Linked DNA regions of Sus scrofa: region 1 is linked to region 2. The links are chromatin contacts, called in public HiChIP or PLAC-seq maps. All regions are on one chromosome and are shown on one strand. The core of a region is the stretch at or near the end of the contact, and the rest is flanking DNA. Distances in the headings are between cores, read along the strand shown.

Region 1 (3,769 bases), core at 621-3,120, 970 kb before region 2:
ATACATTTGAAAACTTAGAGGAAACGGACAAAAATTCCTTGAAAAATACAAGCCAATAAATTCAAGAAGAAATGGGTAGTATGAATAATATTATACCTATCAAAGAATTTGCATTTGTAATTAAAAATCTCGTCACAAAGAAAGCTCCAATTCTGATGGAGCTACTTAATTCTACCAAATATTTAAAGAAGAAAATAACACAAACTATTTCAGAAAATTAGAGATCAGTGACTCCTCAATGCATTATAAGAGGCAAACATTACCCTGATACCAAAATCTCACAAATACATTATAAGAAAAGAAAATTAATAGACCATTATTCCTTAAACAGAACCCATCAATATGTACTATCCACCTTGACCAAGTGGGATTTATCCTAGTAATGCTAGATTGGTTTACCATCTAAAAATCGATTATAAAAGACAACATATTAACAGAATAAATGACAAAAAATACATGATCATCTCAATAAAAGTAGAAAAATACTGAGTAAATTCTTGATGAGTTACATGGAAACAAGTACAAGTTTCAGATGTATCTAATAATAAATTTTATTCATTCACTAACATTATCAAGTATAAGAACCTACTAGGTGCCTAGCCTAATTCTTGGCTAAGAAAACAACAGGAAAAAAATAGATAAAACCCTTCCTTCAGTGAAGGTTATATCTTTCTTACTGTTGCAATTATCACACTAAGGTCATTACCATTACTTTTACATTGTTGTAAGATCTTTCTTTGAACAGCAATGGCACTCTAGCACACTTTGACCTGACACATAGGAAGGCGCATATCCAGTTGATTATACATATAGCTTGCCTTATCTCGATGCAGACTTGTGCACATTCTATTTCTAATTTCTTAAACCTGAATTAACTTAAATGCAATAGTTTTCTATTTCTCTTCTCGTTTAGCAGAATAAAATAAAGGCATGTAACTGCAGTGTGGCTCTAGATAAAACAATAAGGAAAAATCATAATCCCTTATATCTGCAAATGCTTTACACCTTTCGAAGCATTTGACCTTGATTTTACCATGATCTGATTTGAGAAACTCTGTGAGCTCACTAGAGAGGGCCACAATGTTTTCATTTTATAGATTAGAAAACTTGAGATTGAGGGGTTAAATGATTTCTCCATCACTCACAGCTATATAATTTCTAGACAAACATAGATGGTATTTTTTCATCTCCAAGTTTCAGAAAGAGAGATGGTTTCATAAATATACAACATCTTTCTTGAATATAGCAGCACATGCCCAATTACTTCCTAAATAGGTGCCTTTAAATACACACAATAATGAAACCCTTCCAGTATGGTTACTAAGCTTTCTGCCCAATGGTAATGAAGTTAATCACAGAATGTACACACTGCTAAAGTCTTACATTTTTATGTTATCAGACCACTGTACATGTATAACTGAATCACTTTGTTGTACAGCAGAAATTACCACAACATTGTAAATCAGCTAACATTAATAAAACTTAAAAAAAAAAAAGTGAGCAAGTGCCCATATGAGGAAAATTCTAGATCAGGGAACTGAGAATTTACAGTATTATAATATTAGAATCCAAAATATAAATAATATTCATTGCACTTCCACGAAATTAATCTATAAAAATAAATTCCCTTTACTGAAGGAATTTTTAAAGTTTTATATAGAAGCGTTTTTTAAAAAATAAGCTGTTTTTTAGCTCCATATCAACTTTGCTGGAAAAATAATCATCTTAATTTATTTACCAGAGACTAACTCAAAGTGCTAAAAAGTGTTCTGGATATTCTTTTACCCAATTTCAGTAAAACTGCCTCTGCACAGCTGACAGGAAGAAATGAAGAAAGGTTTTCCTCTGCTATAAATAAAATACAGAAGTATGAGAAGGAGAGGGGCATTTGAAGCTGGTTATTTTGCTGTTCCTCTTTTAAAAATCACTAAACTGAATGTGAAAAAAAATGCAACATAGTAAGTTGTTCACGAATTTCTCCAAATGATTGCAAATCTCTGGAAAACAACCTTACTCTGTCACTGTTTCTGAAATAAATAATATATGTACATATTACAAAACAATGTCATTGGAGATAAACTAACAAAAGCATTAAGAGATTATGTTTCTAGGCAAATGCAGAGCTCATTTTACTTTAATTACATAGTTCTTTAATTTGGTAATTATAAAATATTCTCTAACAAATTAGTTTTAGTTACAAACTTAGGCATGTAAATTTCATACAGCCACTTTTTTTGACACACTGTCAGAATGTCACAGTTTTTAAATAATGACAGTACGTGGTATGGCACCACTACTTTTTAAAGAAATACATCCCCAAGAACTTAATGTTCAGTTGGCTTCCTCAAAAGAAAATAGATGAGAATAAACAGTGGCAATAGTTTGCCAGCTTATAAGAAATGAAATTAACAGGGTAAAATTTCATACTTCACTCATTGTCAGTCTTACCATCTACATCCATACCCCCCTCAACTTGATGAGTGACTTTTTAGAAATATTTTGCATGAGATTAATCTAGCAATAATAACTCTATCTCTCCCAAATGGCTAGGAATGCTACCAAATTTCTATTTGAGAGAATGATTTTACATATTCATAGTGAAAATTATGTATGTCAAAATGAAGATATTATTACTTATAATACATAAAACAATATGTTAACAAGCCTCTGTTTATAGAATTCTTCTCACTGTGCCTTGTTTGCCTGTCTGTAATTACATATGGACTACATTTGTTTCAATGTTTGAATATTAAGATATAACAAAAGAATAATCAGAGTTAGGCTACATCTCAAGGCTAGACCAAAATTTTATAATAATAATAATAATAGATCCTAACACCACATGTGCCATGTGCTATTATTATTTCCATTTTATAGGTGAGAAAACTGAAGCACAAGAGGTTAAAATACTTATCTAAGATCCAATAGCTAGCAAGCAGTTGAGTAAAAATTCCATCCCAGGCACTTTGACTAGAGAAGATGAATTCTCAATTTTTCTAAGAAAAATTTAAAATGGCTTTAAGCTACCTATTTTTTACATTACTGCATTTATATCACTTGCATGACATTATGAACAATAAATTAACAAGTAAAAAAACTGCAAAGCCCAAATGTTTGTGTGGCTGAAAAGCTTTCTGAATTTTACTAATTCACAACTGATCAACAATTGCTTCTTACAGTTGGAACAATTTCCCAAACATAAAACTCCCTCTCCCATCATTGCATCTGCCATGATCCCTTCCCTATTCATTACTTCTGCTAATAGACAGGGAATAGGGTGAACCGGGATCATTCTATATACAGCATGGCTTATAGTTCTGCCCTTTCTTCATTACCTCCTTCTATGAGAAGGACTTTCTAAGCATTCTTAGAAAGATACACAGCTTTGCATTTATCCCCACCCCTTACCTGAGATTAAGTCTACTTTCCCCATTTTTGGGGAATGTTTTTCCCACATGTTTTGAAAATAGAAATGTCTCATTCTCACCTTTTTCTTCTCCCAGTCTCCAGTAGTATCTTGGAGGCTAAGGCAATGAAAATCAGGCAGCCTTCTGCCTTGGACTAGGGTTTTCAGCAAATCCATCTATATCGGGACTCTTCTTGGCCCTTATCTAATCTTAGAACACATCCTTGAGCAATCCAGGAGAACCTGGAAGATGGGATCTCTCAGTCCTAGTTCTCCTGGCCAAAGAAGCCACAGGACTAGGAACTTAGGATTGTTGGTGGCATAAAAACTATGTAGGACTAAGAAATGGAAAAAAATTGAAAA
Region 2 (3,916 bases), core at 351-2,850:
AGCATAATCAAAACTAGGCTAATTCACTGCCTTAGACTGATCTAGGATGCTTATAAAAATACAGATTCCTGGGTTCTACTTAAACCTACACAGAATCAGCATAAAAAGGGTATGCCTTTTATGTGTATTTTAAAATAAGTTTTTCAGGTTTTTCTGATGCCGTGATGTACACTAAAGACCAGTAATTCAAATGATCTAAAATTAAAGATAATATAATCAATGAAGGAATGACACAAATAGAGTAATAAGATTCTACTGTCAAATACACTAAACCAGAATAAAAAATAAACTCCCTGATAAAGAGCTAATAAAATACTTAACATGCAAGAACTCCATAATGAGCCCTGCTAAACTACGGCATTCTTTATCAATTAGACTTTGGAATCACTTTTACTCAAGGTATTAAACAGGATACAAAACTAATCATAAAAATATGCATATATAGCTTTTTATATTAAATATAATGGTATACACACACACACACACACACACACACACACACACAGACACCTAAAGAGCAGAAAGTATGTTAGTATTTAAACAGCACTCTCCAAGCAGCCTCAGTTCTGCTCCACTGCCTCTAAACAGGGAACAACATGTACATTTTTTTTTCTTTTTAATATATAATAATTTGGTTTCCCATTATTAAGGAGCAGGAAATGAAAAGGCAAAATGACTTATGTCAATACATCTTTACCATGCCTCCCTGACTTCTAGACTAGAAACCCTTTAAGGGCAGAGGCCGCATCTTACATGTTATGGAAGCACCCTCCCACCCCAAGGTCAAACAGTCAGCACAGCATGTAAATAAATACTGAACATCAGGACTGCATCCCAAGAAGCTGGGAGTGACCTTGAGGTTACGGTCTATGACGGGGGCTCCCAAACTTGACAAAGCATCAGAGTTTGATTTTGTTGGTCTAGGCTGGGCCTAAGATCTGACATTTCTAACAAATGCCTATGGGACATGAATGCTGCTTGTCTGGGGACTACACTTTGAGAATCACAAATCTAGGAAAAAGTCCTTACGATTCTTCTATATAAATGATTCCTAGAAAAGAGAAACAATTGAGATATGGTCAGCAAAAGTCATATAGGAAATCTGGAAACCAGGTTCTAGTTCCAGCTTTATCATAAAAATGACTATATAACTGAAACACACAGACACACACACACACACACACACATACACCGCTGAGCATCACACAACCCACCTCAAAGATGAGGAGTCTGGTATACATGAAAATTGAAAATTTGAAGTATTTTTATAGACAGAATAGAGAAAATTTAAGTGTCTACTATGAATCTCCGAATACATAATTTTCCCTAAAATTATTATCCTCAAATCAGTGTATACTGCCCAGATCACAATGGTTAAATTATAGCTTTTATCCAAAATGAAGAACATACAGCAAGCAAACAAACCAACAAATAAAAAGATGTCCAGACTAAACATAGCAAACCATCCAAACATAAACCCAAAGGGAAATAAGTGTTTTGCAATATTTTAAACACAAACTGCAAACTCAAGTATCTGTAAATGTGTCAAGGGCAGCAGTATCAGCATCATCTGACATCGAGTGAGAAGTGCAAAATCTATGCTACGCTGAAACCGACTAAGTAAGATTTCATCTCATCAGAAGCCCTACGTGATTTGTGAGCATGTTAGACTTGAAGTAGCAGTGGCATAAGCCACTGAGATTTTATTGTCAATGCTTTACTATCTGTTTGTAAAATAACATGATATATTGAAAATACTCAACAGTTCCTAAAAATTATATTTCTGACATATAAACAGACAAAAGGAGAAACAGAATTGTTTTACATGAGAAGACACAATGAAACATCACTGTCAAACAAAAACTTCCATTTATAATATTTTATGACTCTGAAATACCAGGTGATTAGAAGGTAAATATCACTTAATTCAAATCCCTAGCTTTACAGCTGAGTAAACTGAGGTACAGGGAAGCCTAGAGGCTCAAGACAGATAGCTTGTCAGCAGCACAATGGAGACTGAAATCCAATTCTACTGACTCTAATTTCTCCAGTGGGGAAAAAAAAAATTTAAACTACATTTTCCTGGAGCAAAACACAGTTAATATAACACAGTATAAGTATAGATCATTTTGAAAGGATAAATAAAAATGATGTATATATGAAACATGCTGAATGAAACCCAGTAAAATATAGCTTAGTAGTTAAAAGACTTCAAAAAAATGAGTTGGAAAGAGAAGTACTGGAAAAGTGTCACACTTAATTGAGTGTTATGACTGTCAAAAGATGACACTACATGTCACTTAAGTGGCAGCATCTGATAAATCAATCTGGAAAACTGATTTTTAGAAACATTCAAGTTTTGGCTTTGCTATTTAAGTTTTACCATACAGCAACAGGCAAAACCTTTCACATTATGATTTTTTTTTTTTTTTTTTGCAGTTTTCAACAGAGAAACAGAAACAGCCATACTCAACCTAAATATTTTGTAAGTGATTACAGAAAAATTAAACCCTTCTGTCTTACCATCAAAGAAGCTCTTGGCTCTTAGATAACTGACACTGAGCCTAAGAACTGAGAGTTTGTCCAGCTTATTAATAACATCTTGTGGAAAAGGCAACAGGCTGGCCAAGCGGTCCAATTCTGTATTAAGTCGGTCTCTATGCCGCTTTGAAGGATTTGACTTGATTCCTTCAGCTGGGATTGGCTTGACACTGAAAAACAAACAAAGCACCATAAAATGCATTAAAATCTATAAAGCAAAAATTTCTATTGCATTATAAAATCTCCTCGAATATTTTTTTAACAAAACAAACATCTAAAATCTACTTCAAGTTCATATAAATCCTTTCAAAATGCTTCTTGAATACCTTAATTAAGAAAAACAAAGGAATGGGTAAACTCCTTCATGTTTTATTAAAAACTTATGAACCCATCACAGGAAAATGCTGAGTACATCTTATACACCTTATATATTTATTGTATATGATTTCCATGAAAAAATCTACTAGGATTTTCTACCTCTCACAGCCATTGTTACAGGGGAAAAAAGAAAACTGCAAGAAGTTATGTGAAAATTAAGCTTCCTTTGCTATCTTCCACAAGAATCATCTTGGAAAAGTCACTTTTGCTATAAATAGGAGCAACCCTAAATAAAAACTTATCTTCATGATGCTTAGCTTCCAATATTTAATACTTTCATCCTGTCAGTGAAAACATCTCAAACCTGGTCCAGCCCCTCTGCAAGGTCCTCCAGCCATCTAATGGGCAAATCCAACATTAAGGCAAGAAAATATTTGACTTTAGTTACTGATATTTGTTGGGTGACAAATCTTAGAGGCTAACTGTGATTAATGATAAATTTTGCTTTTGTAACTGGTGGGTAATCTGACTTAATTATTAGTTATCATAGTTTGTGACTCAATTAAAAAATTCAATATAATCCCAACATTCAGCACAATTTTCATCTGAGTGAAAAGATATTTATGGTTAGGAGTAGAACTTGAGTTCAGAAATAAGAAATTGAACTTCATTACAAAGGCCTTAGCCAGGATTTCATAACAGAAATTCATTAAAGTGAATATAAATAGAGAGGATATTAAAAACCAAACAACATAATTTTTAGATCATGTTACTACACCCTCCCATTTGCCAGAAAAATAATTATTCAGAGAATTCTTTTGACAAAGACTTTTTTCCTCCAGTTTTATTGAGAAGACAAACACATCTGTGACAATTCAAATTAAATTACAGTATCTTAAAAAGTATAAACTGGCTTGAGTATAATGCTGTTAAGTTGATTCAATCAAAACATTTCTAGATAATTTATGCTTTTAATGGTATGAGCCAACATGAAGAAGTAATGCTTTATACAAAGAAATTATAGAAAGTAATGTGAAAATTTAACACATTTTTTACT

Evidence for each region. HiChIP or PLAC-seq counts read pairs in DNA pulled down with a chosen protein or histone mark.
Region 1: a contact with region 2 is called in an H3K27ac HiChIP or PLAC-seq map of alveolar macrophages. The contact joins two enhancer-like sites. A contact is called at or near these places in 1 of 47 Hi-C or Micro-C datasets (embryonic fibroblasts) and 1 of 2 datasets of contacts at active chromatin or transcription factors (alveolar macrophages).

The regions. Positions count from the first base shown.
Region 1 is chr9:87,495,687-87,499,455 of Sscrofa11.1, reverse strand. The region is part of intron 4 of HDAC9 (histone deacetylase 9); the gene reads right to left. Among named protein-coding and RNA genes, the nearest start is that of HDAC9, 330 kb to the right of the region's middle. Within about 2 kb of position 1,870, at least 2 of the 83 cell types and tissues checked have an H3K27ac peak or open chromatin away from gene starts, as enhancers often do. A contact at or near this core is called in alveolar macrophages, where this site is marked.
Region 2 is chr9:86,522,190-86,526,105 of Sscrofa11.1, reverse strand. AHR (aryl hydrocarbon receptor) reads right to left here. Exons shown (of 11, transcript NM_001303026.1): 2 at 2,524-2,711. Among named protein-coding and RNA genes, the nearest start is that of AHR, 12 kb to the right of the region's middle. Within about 2 kb of position 1,600, at least 3 of the 83 cell types and tissues checked have an H3K27ac peak or open chromatin away from gene starts, as enhancers often do. A contact at or near this core is called in alveolar macrophages, where this site is marked.